3 separate regions of the Mus musculus genome follow, and regions 1 and 3 are each linked to region 2. A link is a contact called in public Hi-C and HiChIP or PLAC-seq data. All regions are on one chromosome and are shown on one strand. Each heading gives the region's core, a stretch centred on a gene start, on an enhancer-like site or on the middle of the called end of the contact. The rest is flanking DNA. Distances are from core to core; before and after follow the strand shown.

Region 1 (3,135 bases), core at 405-2,904, 190 kb after region 2:
TCTTTCTATTGCTCAACCAACAGCATTTCATGAATCCATGATCATACTCTTTATTGCTAAATTTCCTCCTAATTTTTTACTACCTATATATCTTGACTCAATTTCTCTTCCTTCCTCCTTCCCTCCCTCCCTCTCTAACACATTCAACTCCTCCTAGAATTTCCTTTCACTTCAGCTCTTTAAATAACAAACATTCCACATATCTATTTCCTCTCATTTCTACTCTGGTTGACCTTACCAAAATGCTTGCTTCAACTGTCAGAAATGTAAGTTAATGAATCCGAATCTCCATCATTAGCCCAGTGGTCTACTTAGTTTTAGATTAACACACTCAACAACCAACTAAGTTCAAGCCTTTGGGTAAACATTAGACACTTCAAAAACTCTACCTGATCAGAACAGACAAGTCTTGCCTCTAACCTAAAGTCCCCAACCCAAGAAGCACACATCTTTAGTCCCAGAAGCAGAGGCAGAGGCAGGCAGATTTCTGAATTCGAGGCCAGCCTGGTCTACAGAGTGAGTTCCAGGAAAGCCGGGGCAATACAGAAAAACCCTGTCTCGAAAAAAACCAAACCTAACCAAGCCCGGAAACAAAACAAAACAAAACAAAACAAAACAAAAAAGTCCTGGGCTTTGATAGTCCCGATAGAATTCTACTTGTAGAGGGCAGCAACTAGGGAGGCTGAGGAAATCCAAATCCAATGTTTTCCATTTCTTCTTCTTTTAAAATTTAAAAATACTCCCAGTTCTTGGGAGGCAGAGTCAGGTGGATCTCTGAGTCTCTGGAGTGAGTTCCAAGACAGCCAGGGCTACACAGAGAAACTCTGTCTCGAAAAACCAAAACCAAACCAAACCAAGCCAAAAAATCACCTTCACTAAATATGGAGAACATGAGTGAATATTATCGACGAGCTGATGTAGAAGGAGGTTATTAATGCTTGTTAAATACTTAATTGGTAATATAAGGTACTTTAAGTCGTCATATTTGACCTCACAAGATCATTTTGAAGCATATAAGGCTATCATGTTTTATAGAAGAGGAAACTGAGATTTATAAAGGTGTTAATAAGTCAGCTTGGGCACCCTCACTTTGCTTTCTGACCGGAAATCTGTCTGATTGACTGCAGAGCCCACTCTCTGTCCTTACATCCTTCTAGGGCACACAATAAAAACTGCAATCTTCTGGGTTTTGTGAGGCAATTAAGAAGTCATCTGCGATTGTATAGCTCCCAGGCTACCTAATAATACATTTGAAATGATTTTGAAAATTCACTTCACCAGTGAGATGAGATCTCTGTTTTGGGTATCATCTGCTGAGAAAGACACTAACCCGTGTTTTTTTGTTTTTTTATTTAAAGGCGCGACTAGTGCAATCAGTAAGCTGGAATAATTTTTAGTTTGAGAAAAAGCAACCAGTACGTAGGCGGAATTATGCTGAAGCACTGTTGAGCCCGAAATCACGGAAGAAAGTGAACCCAACCACCTTATTTTTAACTTAGTCCCACTGGGCCAACAGTTCGCCTAAGCCAGTGCAAAGAGGAAGGACTGGGACGCAGGGGGGCGGTCCCTGGCCCGCACATGCGCAGACATACTGCTGTGAGAGGGCGTGAGGGTCCGGAGCGCTCGCTTTCCGAACTGTCGTAAAAGGGCCCCGGTGTCGCGCTCGCGCAGTCGGGGAGGGCCGGCCCAGGCTGCGGCGGCGGCGACGGCGATGGTGGCGGGGCGCTGGTGCTGCGCGGCGTAAGGCACGCCGGCCGTTCAGGGTCGCGAGCGCGCGTGGGCCGCGATCGGGTGCTCGGAGCCGGGTCCAGCCGAGCCAGGCTCAGCCTCACGCTCCGCGGCGGCGGTGTTGACAGACGCCCTCCTGAGGAGAGCCGCCCGGCCCGCCTCAGCCTCACCCGGCCGAGCGCTGTTCCCCAGCCCCGCGCCAGCGAGTCCGGGACCTGGCCGCACGGGGCCTGCGGACTCGGGTGAGGGCGCCGGCGGAAGGGGGGGGGGTGCGGGGGAGGGGAGCGGCGCGGTGGCGCTTGCGCGCGGCGGGGGAGGGGCCGAGCAGGAGGGAGAAAGAGGAAGGGCCGCGGCGGCCGGCCCGGGTCGGCGACAGGGGAATGACCGCGGGTCCCGGACGGCGCGGAGTGGCTCATTGTGTCCGGGCAAGAGTCCGCCCGCGGACACACCCACGGCCTCTTGGGAGGGGGTGGGTGAGGGGATTGCGCCCCGGGGCCGCCGCTCGCCAGCGGGACTGGGGCTCAGGGCCGAGGAGTGGGGGTGACAATGGAGTGAGGAAGGTAACCCCGGCTGGAGCCGGGAGCCGCCCGGTGCGGGCGGGCACGCGCAGTCCGCGGAGCAGAAGACAGGCGCGTCTGATATTGTGTGGAGTTGGCTGGTTAGTCATTAAAAAAAGATGTTTTCTTTATCCTGCCTAGATAATTGATCGGAGTCAGCAGTGGTGCGGTGGAAATATCGGTTTTTGTTCTGGAGAAATAGAGGTTTGTCACCACACTTCTTAGATTATAGAGCTTTATAGATAATTTTAAAAAAAAAGTGTGACTTTTTAGCGTCCAAAAAAAACAACAACCAAAAACCAAAAAACCAGGAAGTTGTAGCTAGCGCCTTCACTTAATTTGCTCATGTCTGGGGTGACTCCATTGTATTGTTGAGAGCTTTCCTGTTCCTTGATTTATGTACAGAATGAGTTTAGAACTCCTGAGTAGCAGTGAGTGAGCCAGCTGACAGAGACCTCATTGTCAGAGTTCTGACAGCTCTTGAACCTGACTTGATCCAAACTTAGTTCCATTTGGCACTTTTATCTTTAATTTTCTTGTTTTGGGGACCTCTTTAACCAAAGAGAGCAAAATCAAAAAAAAGATGAACAGAGGTTCCTCATATCTTTACCATTTGTCTTTGCAATAGCTCTCACGTGACTTAATACAGATGTCCTTTCAAGAATTCTGATTTTACTTAGCTTTTGAGTCTACGTTAAAGAACCCAAACAAACCCCAAAACCTTCATGTGCGTATATACCAGTGTGTGGGGTCTGTACATGTGAGTGCAGGTGCCTCTGAGGCCGGAAGAGGACCTAGTACTCTGGAGTGGTAGTTAAAGGAGGTTTTGCACTGCCCTGTATAGGTGCTG
Region 2 (2,921 bases), core at 262-2,761:
TAAAATTTACTCTTTTATAAACCTCTATACCTACTTTCAAGATAAAGGAGGGATTATCTTACTGCTATCATGAATGCATTTCAGGAAATTTTCATGCAAAATAATCATGCAGCATTCACAACTGTCTGAACTACCTACTTCATTATGCCTTAGTTTTCCCATTTGAAAAAAAAATAGATTTACCAGTACTTATACCTAAAAGTGACATTGTTTGGACTAAATGTATGTGTGTTGAGTGTTGAGAATGGTATACAGCATGCACTACCTAAGAATATAGTAAGTTATTGTTTAAAAAATAACTGCTAAACATTGTGAGAGATATCTATAAACCAGCATAAAGAAAGCTGAGGGAGGAAGATGAGGTTGAAACAATCTGGTTATAGTTGTCTCAAAACAACAACATATTTATCCATTTAGGCTACTTTTTTCAATGAACAAATACATGCTTCCAAATGCTTTCAGGGATTAGACTTGGCTCAGCAGTTAAGAGCACCTCCTGCTCTTTCAGAGGATACAAGTTAGGTTCCAAGCACCTGCACTGCAGCTAATAAGTGTCTGTAAACACCAGTTCTGAGTATTCTGACACTTTCTGGCCTCTATGAGCATCAGACATGCAAGTGCACAAACATACTTTCCAGTAAAAACACCCATATGCACAAAATAAAATGTACTTTCAGATAAAAAGACACAGTTGTTTTTAAAAAGCAACTTAGTTCTTATAGGAAAAAAAAAGTCTAACTTACTCTACCTCTTTAATTAAAAGACCATGTAAAAGTACTTAATGAGCAAAATAAATACACTAGCAAGAACGGTAATCTGCTCTATTTTAAAGTTGATTACAGTACGGCTGAGGCACACCTCTGTGGTAAAGTGCTTAGCTAGCATCCTGAATTCTTAGGTTTGATCCTGAGTACCACTCAAAATGGTAAGGGGGTCAATTAAAAAAAAAAAAATAACAACAACATAAATCTTCAGAGCTTCTCCTCACACACACTCTCTCAGAAATTTGAGCACACTTAATAGTGTATATGCTAATCTTTACTTTAAGTTCTGAGAATACAAATATTAAAAAGTTACAATAAATAGCTACTGATCAATCTTCTAATGACTAAGAAACCAAAACCAAAACCAAAACAGCACAGAGCTAGAGCATCCCTTTCACTACTTATGCATTACCATGCAAGGCCCAACAAACAGCAGGGAAGTTAACAGGAAGGGCTCAGAAGATGACAACCAGAGGCCAGGAATATATATAGCTCAATGGCAGAAAACTTGCCTAATATCCACAGTGACTGGAGTTTGATACCCAATACTGAAAAAGAGATAAAAAGAAAAACTTTGCCAACCCAAACTCCTTTTATCTCCAAACATAGACAATACTATTAAAGGTGTTCCCATGTAGAAATGTTTCCTAATAATAGCAAAAGAAACACATTTAACCTGGAGTGCAGAGTGAAACTTCCTTATCTGAGGTCAGTGGAAAATGACAACTTCTGGTGAAGGAAAGTTTCTAGATCGCCCAAGTTTTTCCATGTGTCATATATCTTTCCACTTGAACTATTATAATTTCTCTCCCTAGCCTCGCATCTTGATTAGGGGAGGCTACAATGATGCAATAATCCTAAGGCTATTTTACTGCAGCATTGTAACTATATTAAATCACTCCACTCTGCACTTTATCAAGTAAGTTATCTTTCTCTTCTGCTATTTTATTTCATTTACACAGAAAAGCCTATCAACAGCAGTTTGCTTCCTTGCCCTGTTACAGATTTCAGAAATCTGAATTTCTATAAAGTACACAGTAAATGCACTCAGTACCTAACACTTTAAAGGTCCAGAGGAAATTGTGAACACAATTTAACACACACAGTTAACATATACACACACACACACAATAGGGATGGTAAGATGGCACTTCCCACCAAGCCTGAAAACTGAGTTCAACCACTTAACCCCACAGGACAGAGTACTTTCCTAGCATGTGTGAGAAGGCTTAGGTTCAATCAAAGTACTGCAAAACATCATGAAAATAAGTAACTAAATAAACTATGCATGATTGTGCACACCTGAAATCCTAGCTACTCAGCCTACAGATGGTAGGTTAATAGTATCACTTTATATTAACAAATTTTTTTCTCTATCTATATCCAAACAAAAAAGTTGATAACACAATCTTAAGAATGGGAAAAAAATTAACAAAAATATTAACATAATAAATCTTCCTAGTTATAGAAAACTCAATTACAACATATGAAAGGGTAGATAAAGGACAAACTAAAGCTGGTACATTTCTAATGCCTCAAGAAAATTAGCTGCAATCAAGATATTTCTAATACTTTCACTGCTGTGGCCTGGCAGTGTAGTCCACCACTGACAGGAAGATGTGTGCAGGAAGGTCAGGCAACTAGTCACAATTCATCCATAGTCTGCAAGCAGAGATGGGGTCCTGATGGTCAGTATCCTTTCTGGGGTTTTTTCCCCCTTTTCAATCAGTCCAGGACCCCAATCCATAGAATGGCAGCACCCACATTCAGGTCTTCCTTCCTCAGCTAAACCTCTCTGGAAACACCCTACAGACATCCCCAGAGTTGTATCTCCTAAGTAATTCCAAATTCAGTCAAGTTGACAATTAAGTTCAACAATGTAATTTCAAAATCATTATCTTTGCCTCAAGAAATATCCATGACCAATGTTCTTTATGCTGCTATATATTCACTCTGATCTTGAAATATTACACAGCACTTATAAAAGTGCTCTCTCATATAACAAAAATAGCCTTCTAAGAACTATGTCCTATATTTCAGCAATATTGCAGAGTATTTTAATGCACTTAGACACACCATTTCTACTATATAACTTCAAACTGAAACCAGTATCTATTTCTTCACTAGAAACCAGTCAAATCATCTAGAATCAACTAT
Region 3 (3,334 bases), core at 122-2,621, 150 kb before region 2:
ATGGTGTGCACACATGTGTGTGCAGGTGTGCCCACACATGTATGTTCGCACGTGTGTGGAGGCCAGAGGTAAATCTCAGGCGTCTCCCTCCTCTGCTCTCCACTTTAACTTTTGAAACAAGGCCTCTCACTGAACCTGGAGCTCACTGAACCAGGAGCTCACTGATGCTGCTGGACTGGCTACCCAGCAAGCTTCAGGAGTCTCTCTGCTCTCCCAGTGCTGGGTTACAGATGTGTTCCATGGTGCTTAGGTCCTGGGGACTCCAATTCAGGTCCTAATGCTTGTGTGGCACTCGAGCACTTTGCCCACTGAGCCATCGCCTTTCTGCCTCATCTCATTCTTATTACTTACTAAGCAAACTTCCCCAATTATTCTGTTATGTTTATGAGTGTTTGCCTTCGTATATATGTTCACCCCATGCATGCAGGGCCCATGGAAGCCAGAAGAGGGCACTGGACACCTTAAACTGCAGTTTAAGGTAGTGAGTTTCCAAGTGGGTACTGGAAACCAAACCCCAGTCTTCTGCAAAAGCAGCCAGTGCTCTTAATCACTGAGCCATCTCTCCAATTCTCTTCCCTTTCTTTTCTGCCTGTTGGGCACAGCAGGGCTCTTGGTTCTTACAGAGATCTGTCCTCTACACTGCATAGCGCTGCATGCTAAGCTCACCAATGTTCTGTTAGTCTAGTCTTATCAAAACCTCCCATAGCCTCACCTTGAAGGGTATAAAGCCCTGAACCTCTTAAGTAACTAGGCACACACACACACACACACACACACACACAGCAAACCCTTTTACAGGTCTCACAAGAATTTAAATTTAAGGCTAAAAGTTCCAGTGTCAAAAACTGCTGCCTATGGGAATTGTGGGTATTTGAAGCTCTGCCTACAGTTCAGGAAACACCCTTTGTGGGTGAGCTCCCTTCCCACACAGATGGAAGAGTGAGGATATAACCCTGGAAGTAGCGCATAGGGAAGTGGAAATGCGACTGGAAGGATCCTTCCACTGCCGTTACACACAGTCCACCCAGGCACTGTTTTCTGTCAAATCTCATGAAATAAGGATATAGAAGGCAGCCCTAAGAGATCCGGACAGGAAGCCTGCAGGCTTAGTGACAAGCACCTCAGCGCCCAGCAACAGAAGAGGAGGAGGAGGAGGAGGAGGAGGAGGAGGAGGAGGAGGAGGAGGAGGAGGAGGAAACAGACCTGCAGAGACTGGATAACTCAAATGAGGTCAGATGACTAGCTAGTGGCAAGTGAGTCCTGAGCCCAGGTCTTCTAACTCCAGGATGAAAGTACCTTCATTATGCCTGCCTCTTCTCTTTTGGCATCAGGAAAAGAAACAGACACCAACTTCCTGATGATGACTCATGCTCAGGGTTTCCCAACAACAATGTTACTGAGATGCGAGGCTGCATCACTCTTTAGTGGAAGGGGAGGCCTGTTCTTAGCATGACCTCAGACCTCTGCCCACTAGAAGCAAATAGCACTCCACATGCCCCCACCCCTAAGTGTTTAACAACTGAAAAGTACTTCCAGAAATAGCTGGCATGTGGCTCAGTGGGTAGAGTGCTTGCCTAGCATGAACAAAGCACTGGGCTCTAGCTCCAGCGCTGTATAAATAGGGCGTGTTCTTGCAAACCTGTAATCCAACACTCTAAGGTAGATAGATGCAGGAGGATTAGAAGTTGATGGTTACCTTCTGCTATATAGCAAGTTTGAAGCCAGACTGAGAAACTCAAAACCCTGTCTCCAAAATAATAATATTAATTTTTAAGTCCTCAGATAATGCTATGAAAGCAACCAGGATAGTAAGGAAGAAACAAACGCCCCCATCTGGGTGAAACTGGTTTGAGTGTGAGCTCCTGTTCTGGAGATGATTCTAGTTCATTTGGAGGTTAATGATGGGGCAGAGCAGACAGGAAGTGAGTCGTTAAAGGAACCTCACTGCCAGGCATAGGAAGGTTGATTCCAGAGAATGCTGTCCAGGAATCTGAGAGAGCACAGTGAAGAGGTTGGCTCTGTTGTACAAAGGAACAAAGTCAGAAAAGGAACTTGTCTTTTTGCCACCAGTCTGGGCCCAGGGAACTCAGCAGCAGGAAAGGAAGAAATGTAAAGCCCAGGCCATGATCTAAAAAGCCCTCTCTTTTCAGCCCATCTCTCAGCCTGCTCCATCTATGACTGCTGCACCCACCGCCCCACCCTAGCCACTCTGAAGGTGTTGGTGCCGGAAGGCAGCCTAGGACTCACCAATGCGGCAAGGTTCAGGCTGTATACATACAACATCTTACATGAGCATCACAAGGTGTTGGGTAAAACAGCCAGACACAAAAGACCTACTGTGTGACTCTATTGACACAAAGTTGAAGAACAGAAGAAACACATTCCCATTGATAGGAGGAAGTGGTGGTTTTGGGTGCTGGTATTGCTAGAGACGACTGAGGGCATCCTCTGGGTATGGAGACCTCTGTCGCGATCCTGAAGGAGGCTTGTGAATGGGTAGAAATCCACAGAGCTATACATTTAGGATGGTCATACCTTCCTGTATGTTTCTATAAATAAGCTCTATCCCCTTAAAAATGAATGTTGACTCTGGAACCAAGTGGGTGTGGATTCCAGCCCTGCAGGTGATTCTGGCTAAGTCAGAATTTTTCTAAGAGGCTAGATGACCAGGGCAGTCCAGACAGGAAGTGCACAGTGAGTACAAATAGCGCTGTACTTAAAGGAACCACAGACACTGCCAGACACAGGACACAGTGTCTGTGTGAGGCACAGGATGTCTTAACGTAGGCTCCTCTGTTGCCCCAGGCACTGAGACAGGCCTGACAGCCATTAGCCTCTCTCTCCTCTACTTTCTCTGGCTTTGGGAGCCGTGCTCAGGCGCCACCTCTATTTGCCGAGTTCTTTATCAGTGGATAGAATATTTACAGAGTACAGCAGTGTTGATTACACAGTTCATTTTACTGGAGACTGGGGGATTGCACTGTCTCCTCCTGAGTTATTCTTGGCACGGCAGCATTTGCTCCCAGTATGCATTTCTTTACATCTGAAGTTCTCTCTCTCTCTCTCTCTCTCTCACCTCAGTGACACAGAGCAGATAGACTTCATGCTGTCTTCACCGTCGCTAGCCCCTTGATCTCTTTTATTCTTCTCTTTAGAAACTGGTTGATTCTGAAACAAACAAGCAGGAGTATGGATTCTAGCTCCAGCATCCCCTAACAGAGTTGGTAGACGTGTGTTTCACCTTTGCACATCCCTGTTCAGGGCAGGCTGTGGGTTTTGTTTGTTTCACTTTTTTTTTTCAGGGGTGGATGATGCGTGTACCACACAGTGCTTT

Evidence for each region. A called contact is a pair of places that touch in the nucleus more often than the background predicts. HiChIP or PLAC-seq counts read pairs in DNA pulled down with a chosen protein or histone mark.
Region 1: a Hi-C map of CD8 T cells shows a contact between it and region 2, with 2.9 times the contacts expected there. The contact joins the promoter of Rnf111 here to the enhancer-like site in region 2. A contact is called at or near these places in 3 of 484 Hi-C or Micro-C datasets (CD8 T cells, nephron progenitors and uterus), 1 of 115 datasets of contacts at active chromatin or transcription factors (microglia) and 2 of 9 other capture datasets (adipose tissue and liver).
Region 3: a contact with region 2 is called in an H3K4me3 HiChIP or PLAC-seq map of bone marrow-derived macrophages, with 5 times the contacts expected there. The contact joins two enhancer-like sites. A contact is called at or near these places in 3 of 39 promoter capture datasets (the C10 cell line, hippocampal neurons and stem cell-derived epiblast-like cells), 17 of 484 Hi-C or Micro-C datasets (the G1E-ER4 cell line, LSK cells, bone marrow-derived macrophages and 8 more), 8 of 115 datasets of contacts at active chromatin or transcription factors (the 230-238 cell line, the HPC-7 cell line, acute myeloid leukemia and 5 more) and 1 of 9 other capture datasets (embryonic stem cells).

Annotation. Positions count from the first base shown.
Region 1 is chr9:70,502,294-70,505,428 of GRCm38.p6, reverse strand. Rnf111 (ring finger 111) reads left to right here and starts at 1,654. Exons shown (of 15, transcript NM_033604.3): 1 at 1,654-1,970; 2 at 2,427-2,489.
Region 2 is chr9:70,690,776-70,693,696 of GRCm38.p6, reverse strand. All of the region lies in intron 1 of Adam10 (a disintegrin and metallopeptidase domain 10), which reads right to left. Among named protein-coding and RNA genes, the nearest start is that of Adam10, 13 kb to the right of the region's middle. Within about 2 kb of position 1,511, at least 18 of the 459 cell types and tissues checked have an H3K27ac peak or open chromatin away from gene starts, as enhancers often do. A contact at or near this core is called in CD8 T cells, the G1E-ER4 cell line and bone marrow-derived macrophages, where this site is marked.
Region 3 is chr9:70,840,603-70,843,936 of GRCm38.p6, reverse strand. All of the region lies in intron 1 of Lipc (lipase, hepatic), which reads left to right. Among named protein-coding and RNA genes, the nearest start is that of Gm32017, 72 kb to the left of the region's middle. Within about 2 kb of position 1,371, at least 151 of the 459 cell types and tissues checked have an H3K27ac peak or open chromatin away from gene starts, as enhancers often do. A contact at or near this core is called in the G1E-ER4 cell line and bone marrow-derived macrophages, where this site is marked.